Linked DNA regions of Arachis hypogaea: region 2 is linked to region 1. Evidence: chromatin contacts called from public Hi-C data. All regions are on one chromosome and are shown on one strand. The core of a region is the stretch at or near the end of the contact, and the rest is flanking DNA. Distances in the headings are between cores, read along the strand shown. Region 1 holds the start of LOC140178534. Region 2 holds the start of LOC112741826 (eukaryotic initiation factor 4A-3).

Evidence for each region. Hi-C and Micro-C count contacts between places; a contact is called where the count stands out from the background.
Region 2: a Hi-C map of leaf shows a contact between it and region 1, with 2.6 times the contacts expected there. The contact joins the promoter of LOC112741826 here to the promoter of LOC140178534 in region 1. A contact is called at or near these places in 2 of 8 Hi-C or Micro-C datasets (leaf and an unstated tissue).

Annotation. Positions count from the first base shown.
Region 1 is chr14:22,264,664-22,270,316 of arahy.Tifrunner.gnm2.J5K5, reverse strand. It overlaps LOC140178534, which reads left to right and starts at 1,822. Exons shown (of 1, transcript XM_072215710.1): 1 at 1,822-2,376. The coding sequence starts at 1,822. The coding sequence ends at 2,376. It overlaps LOC140178533, which reads right to left. Exons shown (of 6, transcript XM_072215709.1): 5 at 3,273-3,661; 6 at 2,571-3,196. The coding sequence ends at 2,723.
Region 2 is chr14:22,691,822-22,697,518 of arahy.Tifrunner.gnm2.J5K5, reverse strand. LOC112741826 (eukaryotic initiation factor 4A-3) reads left to right here and starts at 3,611. Exons shown (of 8, transcript XM_025790948.3): 1 at 3,611-4,084; 2 at 4,683-4,923; 3 at 5,029-5,109. The coding sequence starts at 3,783.

The DNA.
Region 1 (5,653 bases), core at 573-3,072:
GGAGTACAAGGGGGGAAGTTCCTCGGCTTCATGCTTACATCACGAGGAATTGAAGCAAACCCAGAAAAGTGTGAGGCAATAGTTAACATGGCAAGTCCTAAAACGATAAAAGAGGTACAACAATTGGCAGAGAAGGTAGCTGCACTATCTCGGTTCCTACCCGCAGTATCAAGTCGATCATACCATTTCTTCCAAACAATATTAAAGAATAAGAAATTTCACTGGACAGAAGAGGGCAAGAAAGCTTTCACCGAGCTCAAAGCCATCCTATCATCACCACCCGTACTGCAAAGACCAGAAATCGGTAAACCTTTATACTTATATTTGTCTGTTTCTAACTATTCTATAAGTTCGGCTCTTGTCATCGAAACAGGAAAAATACAACAGCCAGTATACTTCGTCAGCAGAGTCATGCAACCAACGAAACAGATGTATCCGAGGATAGAACAACTCGCCTTGGCACTTGTGATCACAGCAAGAAGACTAAGACAATACTTCCAAAGCCACACAATAGTAGTGAGGACGAACCAACCATTAAGACAAATACTGACAAAACCAGAACTGGCCGGACGTCTCACCAAATGGTCTATCGAGCTCTCAAAATTTGATATCCAGTTCCAACCAAGGTCGGCCCTAAAATCACAAATACTTGTTGACTTCATCTCAGAACTGACCCCTGATGAGCACAGCAAGTCATGGGAGCTACACGTTGATGGGGCATCAAGCCGAGAAGGAAGTGGAGCAGGGATAATTCTCAAAGAGGGAGACAAAGTGATATCCGAACAAGCCCTCCAGTTCCATTTCCCAGCAAGCAACAACCAGGCCGAGTATGAGGCCCTCATTGCAGGACTCAAGCTCGCCCTGAGCTTCCAAGTACAAAGCTTGACAGCACATTGTGACTCCCTCTTGGTGGTCCAACAGATCCGAGGAGAATTTCAGGTAAAAGATCCTTTGCTAGAGCAATACTGGCTCATAGCAAAGGATCTCATTTCAAAATTCAATTCGTTCGTTATACTGCATGTGAATAGAGAAAAAAATGTTAGAGCAGACGTATTATCCAAACTTACCGCCACTAGGGCAGACACACAGACATCGGCCTTAACACAACTCTCATTAAAAAAACCGAGCACTGAATTATTTCCTCTGACGAACATTAACCATCTCCATGATTGGAGGACACCTTTCATTGAATATATCAATACAGGCTTCATACCCAGAGGCAAACACAATCCACAACACTTCAGACGAAAGGCAAGTCTTTACACAAGCATAGCAGGAAAACCATTGCTAAGATGTCTAAACAAAGATGAAGCAAAGGAAGTGATGGACGAAATTCATGCAGGTGTTTGTGGAAACCACATTGGAGGACGAGCTCTCGTAGCTAAGATCGTCCGAACCGGGTATCATTGGCCAACCATAAAAAGGGATTCATAACGAAAGTCAAAACATGCGACAACTGTCAGAAGCACGCAGCCATATCTGCAAGGCTGGCCGAGGTATTGCATAGCATGGAGGTAAGCTGGCCATTCCATAGATGGGGGCTCGACATCCTCGGCCCGTTTCCAATAGTGCCAGGCCAGGTAAAATTTCTTTTAGTAGCAATAGATTATTTTTCAAAATGGATAGAAGCACAACCATTAGCAAGAATAACAGCCGAAAAAGTACAAACATTCATATGGAAAAACATTATATGCCGATTTGGAATACCAAGGGAAATAGTGTCTGATAATGGTAGGCAATTTACAGACAATAAGCTCGGCTCACTTCTAAGAAACTTTAACATACAGCACCATTTTAGCTCGGTCGAACACCCACAAACTAATGGACGAAGCTGCTAACCGAGTTATATTGCAGGCAATAAAGAAAAAACTTAATAATGCAAAAGGAGAATGGGCGGAACTGATTCCAGAAATATTGTGGAGTTACAACACAACGATACAAACCACCACGGGCGAGACGCCCTTCAAACTAGTCTATGGGTTGGAAGCACTGATTCCTATTGAGGTCGGCATCCCAACATTGAGAACCGAGCTATATGATGAGCAACACAACTCAAGCACAAGGAACGCCGAGCTTGACCTAACTGAAGAAACCAGGGAGATAGCAGCAATCAAACAAAGAGCTATGAAACAACTAGCTGAGAAAAAACAAAACAAAAGGGTCTTTCTGAGGACATTCACAGAAGGTGACCTAGTACTCAGACAAACAGAAGAAGCCAGACGACCCCCAACACATGGAAAGCTTGCAACTAATTGGGAAGGACCATTCCGAGTGGTCAAGGTACTCGACTTGGGGGCTTATCAACTACAAACACTACAAGGCAATCCAATATCAGGAAGCTGGAATATCTCCTCTCTAAAGATGTACCGATCTTAAATTTGTACAAATCGCGAATGAAGGTACTCTTTTTCCCTCTTAGAGCCTTTTTTCCCAAGAAAGGGGTTTTTGCCTAAGGTGGGTTTTAACGAGGCCCGACGCACAATACACTTCATTATCAATATTCAAATTTATAATCAATCATATCTAGTCTCACACAACTTTCTCCTATCCTAGTCGCAAAAAACAAAATATCAAACAAAGTATCAAAAAACGATAAATATCAACACAAACCGACCAAGCAATGGTCGGCACCAGTGAACAAGTTCAAAATAACAATATCCAACACCCGCAAGTATATGATGATAAGTTCCAAAACAAAATACAAAACAAGCAAACATCAAATTTAAACTAAGAAAGAGGGGCATTCTTGCCATGCTCCTCTACAGCCCCCATCTACAACTAATTTCCCGCCAACCACTATCTTCGTCATATCAAGCCGATCCCTATCAAACTCTGGAGCCAGCAGAGCAATTTGGCTCACAACACGTTCAAAGCCATAGGAGAACATCTCCATCCCATTTTCTTCCAACTCATGAACACGAGATGTAAGCCGACCTTTAGCCACATCGTTTTCCTTCACCTCAGCCTGCAATAGCCGAATCTGGTCCCTCAAGCGAGCTACCTCTTCCTCAAACTCCTTCGCCCTAGCAACAGCACTAATAGCAGCATCATCCTTCTCTTTTGCTAACTTCTCCAATTCGGCAATCCTCGCCTTATACGATTTCTCTAAATCAGCAATTTTATCCACCGCTCCCTGCTGCTCGGCACCAATAAGCTCGGTGGTGCGACCAACACACATCAAGTGAGAAGCAACAATCTGTAAAGACTTCTCCGAAATAAGAACAAGATTACAAAGGAAGAATAAAAAAGAGTCCTGACAAAAGTAAAACAACCTGAACGAATTTGCCGAGTGCCTCCATACCAATCCGGCGGGTCATAAGCATGTCTCCAGGATATTGAGATGCCCTATCATAAAGCTTGGCAAAATTAAACTGCTCACTCCAAAGAGACTGAGAGCTACATCCTGCAACGAAGCCATGAAGTTTTTTCTGTCGATCAAAAGCAAGCCCGCCACCTCCAACCACCTCCTGGTCACCTTCCGAGATGATCTCCAAAGACGTGTCATCCCTTTTTCTCTTGAATGACGACGCCAGACGAGCAGCAGAAGAAAAAGCCTGCTCACCGCCATCCCTTCGATCAAATGAACCGCCAACACCTTTCTCTTTTTTCTTGTTCAAAAAGGACTGCAACTTCGAAGGATCCAAGAGAGGAACCCGACCACCTACAAAAAACCACCAATATCAGAAAAACAACAAACAACAATGCAAACAACAAACAACCAAGCCATTACCTATATAAGTTTTCAAGCCCTCAGTATCACCCGAATAAAAAAAACGCAGAATATCAGAAATAGACATACACTCCCCAGCAGCAACACTCTCAACCAGAAAATCCAACACAAATTCCTCTTCTTCATTCCACTCAAAAGCCTCAAGGATTTGACTCGGCTCAGAGCACCAATAAAGGGAAAACTTTTCACTAAGTTCATCATCCAAATAAAATGGGTACTCGGACTCAACCGATCGAACTTTAACAAAAAGAGATTTGAAGTTTTTAAAAGAAGATTTATAAAGAAGAAACAGGGAACGACCAGGGAAACTGCTAAGGCAAACCCACAAACCCTTCCGAACACCCTTCGCTTGAAAAAGCGAGAAGAACAACGGCAACAAACAAGGAAACGAAAGGTAATCCATTAGACACTAAAAGGCGCGAAGAAACGCCCAAGAGTTGGGGTGTAGCTGCAATGGTGCACAATTCAGTTGAGTAAGGACATCACATTCGAAAGGAGAAAATGAAAATTTCACACCAAGTTCTACCATGCATGGGGTATACATGTAGAAATACAACCAATCACCCCTTCTCTCATAAACCCTATCATCACTGGAACACAGGAGAAGTTCAATGGTGACACCAGAACCACCTTTTACGAAGTCCAAAACTTTTAACTCAGAAAGGGAATCGACACTAGTGAAAGAAGAGGAACGAGTTCTAACATCCTCATGAACCCAGTGATAGAGATCATCTTCCCTAACCTCAACAGCTTTCAGCTTCTCTTTCAACTTTTCTCCCGCCATGAATAGGCAAAAACAGTAACAGTAAAAAGTAAGAGAAGAAATGCTAACCTTTCGAAGACATAGCAAAAATAAAACGATGAGAAGATGAAGCAGCAAAGCGTAAGTTCCAAAAGAAACGATTATTGCAAGCCCACTATTTTAGTGGGTAACTTAAATTCACACCCACTACAAACGTGGGAAACCCAAACGGTAATAAAGCGCAATAAAGACGACACGGCTCACCAAAAGAAAACCAACCATCCAAAACCCTTTCACAATCCTTTCAAGCAAAAAGCAGGCCCAACAACACTAACCACGCAAAAAGAAAAATCGAACGCAGAACTGTCAAAAGCTCGGCTACCGTTCCTTGCATAACACCAGCCGAGCTTGGGGGCTATGACGTGTACCCCGTTATACTCGGGGATAAAGCCAAAATCGAAACCGAGCTCAAAGATCGGAAACAGAGAGACTACAACATAAACCCCTAACTAAGTCAACATTATCTCCTAGTTGTTGCCTATAATAACAGAACCCACTAAACAGAATAGATCACGACTCTACATAACCAAAAGATACTGATAACGGCACCGATCATATACATCGGAACAAACCAACACCACTCGCCTATAAAGGCTCAGAGAACACAACCCACAGGACAGGTCACAGAACTCACTCTGATTTATTTCTCTCATATTCTCATAACTCACATTCTTACTTGAGCATCGGAGTGCTTTTTGCAGGTGCTCCCGCCACGGTGTTCCAACTCAGCCGACATATACCTCTTCCACCTGAGCACAGTAGCAGGCAGAAGGAGTCGCTATACCTCGGCTCTATACGCACGGAACAGAATCAATTTCGGTCGAAATAAGAAATAAAGACACTTGCATATCATAAATAGGAATAGGGGAAGCTACTGACTTAATAATGAGACAAAGTCTACCTGCTTCGTTCAGAAGTCTGTACTTCCAACTAGCCTAAGCGGGCTTGAATTTTGTGATGAACTCCCTGAAAAGAAGCTATGCTAACCCGACCATATCCCACTCTATTCATCCCAAGATACTTACTAAGATCACAAGTGAACCGAAAATCAGAAATGCCAGAAAAGATCTCCTATGTCCTAGTTACATTCAAAGAACGGACTACTCTAGATTTACCAACAT
Region 2 (5,697 bases), core at 2,362-4,861, 430 kb before region 1:
GAGGAACACCAGAGCTCTACACCTTAATCTATGGAGTGTAGAAACTCTACCGTTGAAAATACATAAGTGATGAAGGTCCAGGCATGGCCGAATGGCCAGCCCCCAAAATGTGATCAAAGGATCAAACTAAAAATGTTCCAAAGATAATCCAAAGATATAAACATAATAGTAAAAAGTCCTATTTATACTAAACTAGTTACTAGGGTTTGCAGAATTGAGTAAATGATGCAGAAATCCACTTCTGGGGCTCACTTGGTGTGTGCTTGGGCTGAGTATTGAGCTTTACACGTGTAGAGGTCTTTCTTGGAGTTGAACGCCAGTTTGTAACCTGTTTCTGGCATTTAACTCCACTTTGCAACCTGTTTCTGGCGTTTGACTCCAGAATGCAGCATGGAACTAACGTTCAACGCCAGTTTATGTCATCTATCCTTAATCAAAGCATAAACTATTATATATTGCTGGAAAGCCCTGGATGTCTACTTTCCAACGCAATTAATAGCGCGCCATTTAGAGTTCTGTAGCTCCAGAAAATCCACTTTGAGTGCAGGAAGGTCAGAATCCAACAGCATCTGCAGTCCTTCTTCAACCTCTGAATCTGATTTTTGCTCAAGTCTCTCAATTTCAGCCAGAAAATACTTGAAATCATAGAAAAATACACAAACTCATAGTAAAGTCCAGAAATGTGAATTTTAATTAAAAACTAATAAAAATATACTAAAAACTAACTAAATCATATTGAAAACTATATAAAAATAATGCCAAAAAGCGTATAAATTATCCGCTCATTAGTGGCGTGGCTCAAAATAGAACCAAATAGAGTGGCGGTAAGAGCGGCAGCCATGGGTGACGGCGGTGCGGGCTCCATCACCGTGATCGTGAAGCATGACAGCGGCGTCTTCCCTCTCTCAATGGCGTTCTTCTCTCCGCCATCCTTCCTCCATCCACGAGCTTCTCTCAGGCAAGTTGGCAAGAATGATGGTGACACGGGCTTCGGTGACGGCTCCATCATCGGCAGTGGCGTCGACTGGCGCGACGATGGCTTCGACGGCTGCGGGCACAACCTCCTTTCTTTCCCTCGCGAGTTCGTCCTTCTCTCTCTCTCCTGACTCTCCTGATGACGATGCCGACGGCAGTGAGACGCGAGGGGCGAGCTGGACGCGACAGCGCGGTAGCAAACCCCACAGCGCCATCCCTTCCCCTCTCTTCTTCTTCTCCCTCAGGCTCCGATCGCTCCTCTCAACTCTCTCGATCTCCATCTCTCATTTCTCTCCTTCTGATTTTTTTTCTTTTCTTTCTCTTTTTTGTTTGCTGAAGCTATGTGTTATTTGTATATGGGGTGAGGGGTTGGCGGTGGGTGAGTGGGGAGGAAGTGAGCGTGGCTCATTGAGAAACAAACAGGTGTGGAGATACGTGTCTGTGTTTTAGAAATTAGGGTTAGGATTAGTGAATTAGGAATTTGGGTTTAGAATTGGGAATTTAGGATTTGAGTAGAGTTTGAATTTAAAACCAAATTTAATCAATATAATTAATTTTAAGAATACTACTTATTTTTTAAATTACAAATTATTTTTAATTAAATACTCTAATTTAAAATTAGAGATAAATAAGTAAATTTTTTTTAGTTCATAATATTAATAAAAAATTTTAATTATTCAATTTAAATTATATATAAAACTCTCTTTTATCTCTAATTACTAAAACTTTGAATTTTAATTAAGTAAGAACCATTAATTTCAATAAATAAAAAATATCTAATTATAATTAAAATTTATATAAATCCGAATTAATTTAAAACTCAAAGTCTTATAACTTTAATTTATTTATTATTATTTATTTTTTTTTTGTAAAGATTGTTTTCTATAAATAAAATCATATATATAAACATAAATAATTTATTATTTATTTTCTAAAAATATGTGGTGTTACATTTAATCTTCTTTTAGTCATTAACAACTTTTCATAATAATTAACAATGAGATTTATTATCTCTTTTTCACCACTAATCCATTCGCCCCATGAGTCTCCCAGTTTTTCAATACGATTTTCATCTCTCCTTTGGATAGTGAAAGCATAAAAAAAGGCAGTATTCATATCTCTGAATCTCAACCACTTCACTCTAACTCTTTATCCCTAAAACATCTTCTCTTATCTCTAAAATTGAGTTAGTCTCTCTTTAGTTGATAGTATTTTCTTTTGTTGCTCCTCTATAAATTCTGAATCCTGTCAAGTTTGTAACTTAATCTTCAGCTTTTCAATTTCCTTATATGCTCTTTTAAAAGTGGTTCCACTCCAATTTTTTAACTCCTTTTTACAGCTCTCCATCCTTCTCTGAATCTTGTTCCAATCCTCCGATTCAGTCCCATTCCCTCTTTTTCAACCATTTTCAATGATCTCCTTGCATTTTTTATGTTTAGCCCAATATGCTTCAAATTTAAAAAACTTACTTGCTCTTACCTTTAGCTCAAGATCTAATACTAAAAGAGAATGATCTGAACTTACTATTGGCCAGGCTGTAAGAGAAGCACTCTGAAAAAATCTTCTCCATTTCTAATTTGTTAACGTCCTACCTATTCTTTTCCTAGTCATAAATTCATTTCTAGAATTACTGAACCATATAAATTTTAAACCTTTTAAATATATGTCTATAAGTGCGTTCTTGTCCACAAAATTTCAAAAGCATTGCACTTGACTTCTAGACTTCGGGTGTAATTCAATTTTTTCTTCTTGGTTGAGGATTTCATTCAAATCACTAATGTATAATTTTGGTTTTTCAGAATTAATATTTCCTGCAGTGAGTTGATCCCATAATTCTTTCCTTTTTTTTGGATTAGGATGGCCATAAATAAAATTTTCTTCCCATTCAACATTATTTTTATATTTAATTGTTGCCTTTATAAAGTTATCACACCACGAATAAACATTAACATTAATATTACTATTCTACAAAATGCACAGACCTCCGGACAACCCCTAAGTTTAATAAAAAAAAGCCATATTAAATTTAAGCTTTCTTCTATCTTGTTTACATAATTTTTCTTAGCTCTAGTTTCCAAAAGAAAAAAGATGGCAGGCTTTACCCGTTTGCATAGGTTTTTATTTTTGTCATATCTCCCTAACTCCTCCTAATTGCCTATCTTGATTTCTTTCTGAATGTCTTTCATAGTGTTGTCTTTCTCATCATCACTTGCTAACTCCACAATATAGAAACCTGCATTTCCTTTTTCCTTTTCAGTTGTTCCCCAGTTTTGTGCGTTTTCTTTCTCATTCTCTATTTCTCTTTTTTTTTTTTTTTTAAGTTAGGAGTGAGATTCAAACTCAAGATTTTTAGATGAAGATGAAAAGACTATACCATTTAAGCTTGGCTCATTCTTCTTGGTTCTTATAGATTTTTTATTTTTTTGGTCATGGTTCTTATAGAATTTAATTATACATTTCATCCACATTTGGGTCGGAGAAAAATAAGATTGTTAGATAATTTCAAGCTCTTGGGTAATCCGTTCATTTCCAATGAGAAAAGAATAAGAGGTCCAAATTAGCAAACGCCCAAACATTATGGGCCTTATTGGGCTGAACATCCAAACTTATCGACTAACCCTTTTAAATTTTTTCTATCTGGTTTAGGGCACAGAAACAACCAACACAAACACGAACAACACTCCCGTTACCTTCTCTCTTTCTCTCTCCTCCTACTTCCCAGCTCCCACGAACCAAAATCGCCAAAACCTTGAAACATACCCCAAAAAAAGCCTTTTTTCTTTTTTAATTTGAGTTTTCTGGAGGTGATGGCGACGACGTCGGTGGTGCCGGCCAACCGGCGGCGTGCGGCGAACGCTGCGGAGGAGCTGGAGTTCGAGACGACGGAGGGGGTAAAGGCGATAGCGAGCTTCGAGGAGATGGGAATAAAGGACGATCTGCTCAGAGGGATCTACCAGTACGGATTCGAGAAACCCTCCGCAATCCAACAGCGTGCCGTGACGCCAATCATACAGGGCCGTGACGTCATCGCTCAGGCTCAATCTGGAACCGGCAAGACCTCCATGATTGCACTCACCGTTTGCCAGTTCGTTGATACCTCCAAGAGAGAGTACGCACCTTCAATTTCACTTTTCGTTTTTATTTTGTTTCTGTTTTACTGCATTTGTTTAAGCATTATTACGAATTTAAAAAAAGGAAAAGAATTCTACTGCTTAATGCACACACAAATTTGTTTAAGTTGGGTTTTAATTTATAGATTAGGGTTTTCAAATATTTTATAACGATAGGTTATGTGGTGGTATGAATTTAGGAATTCTATTGAAGGATAATGAGGAGAAATTGAATATCTGTTTTAAATGTTAATGCTTACAAGATTCGTTTTGGTACTCAGTTCCTTAGTTATTCCTGATTTGATTATAAGCACCTTGTTGGGTGCAATCACGTGTGTAATATGCAGCAGCAGTATAGAGAATTCTGTATATGGTATGCATGGTAATTGAGTGAACCTGATAGCTATCTCCTAAGAAACTTTTCTCTATTCTCTTCTGTCATGTAATGTTATTATGTTAGTAAAGCTAGGAGCATAATTCTATCCCGAAGTAATTTCATTAGGTGATTTTTTGCGAGATTTATGCGATTATTATCGTCTTTTGCATGTGTGTTGTTTGTTTACTTATTTTGGTTTGGGTTTTGTAATTTCTGAACAGAGTCCAGGCCTTAATATTGTCTCCAACAAGGGAACTGGCCTCACAGACTGAAAAGGTTATATTGGCTATTGGGGATTTCATAAACATACAAGCACATGCTTGCATTGGGGGTAAAAGTGTGGGAGAAGATATAAGGAAGCTTGAGTATGGAGTTCACGTGGTGTCGGGAACTCCTGGTCGTGTCTGTGACATGATCAAGAGGAGAACATTGCGTACAAGAGATATAAAGATGCTAGTTCTTGTGAGTTCATTGCTTCTCATTTGCCTGTACTTGATTGTATTTATATTATAAATAGTTGTGCTTATATTGTCATGGAGTATCTTATGATTTTCATTTCATTGACAGGATGAATCTGATGAAATGTTGAGCAGAGGGTTTAAAGATCAGATTTATGATGTGTATAGATATCTCCCCCCAGATCTTCAGGTTCTCTCTTTCTTGATGCCCTGATGTTGCCTAATATTATTCAAAAGAAATTTATACAGGTGCAAATGTTATATGTTTATCGTTCAATCAAAGATGCATATTTATAGTAAGTCTTTGGCAAGTGGATAGTGGCTGAATATAGTTTGAGGTATGATATTAAAATAAACAGATATTATATTGAACAATACTGTCATTTCAAGTAATAAAAATTTGGGTAGAGATTATGGAAGTGTGAAGGTTCTTAAAGGCATTTGTAGACTTGTTTGTGTAGTGTGTACAATCTGTTTAGTAAAAATTAGAACTTAAAAGTCAGTGGCATGAGACTTGAGAGTTCAGTTTGATGTTATGACCAAAAGATAGACTCTGATTAGTTTTTTGAGAAAATATGCTTTGTTTAAGTAATAAAGGACATACAAATTTTAGATAAACATTGCTTTTGTTTTCTTAGCTAAAAAAACTGAAGCACTTTAGGTGAGGAAGATATTCTTTACTCTAATTTTAGTTCCAGATGATTTCTGGTTGACAAACTTATGCTGGTCCAGTGACCCAAATGTCTATTTCTGAGGTTGCTATATTGATTTACCGTAG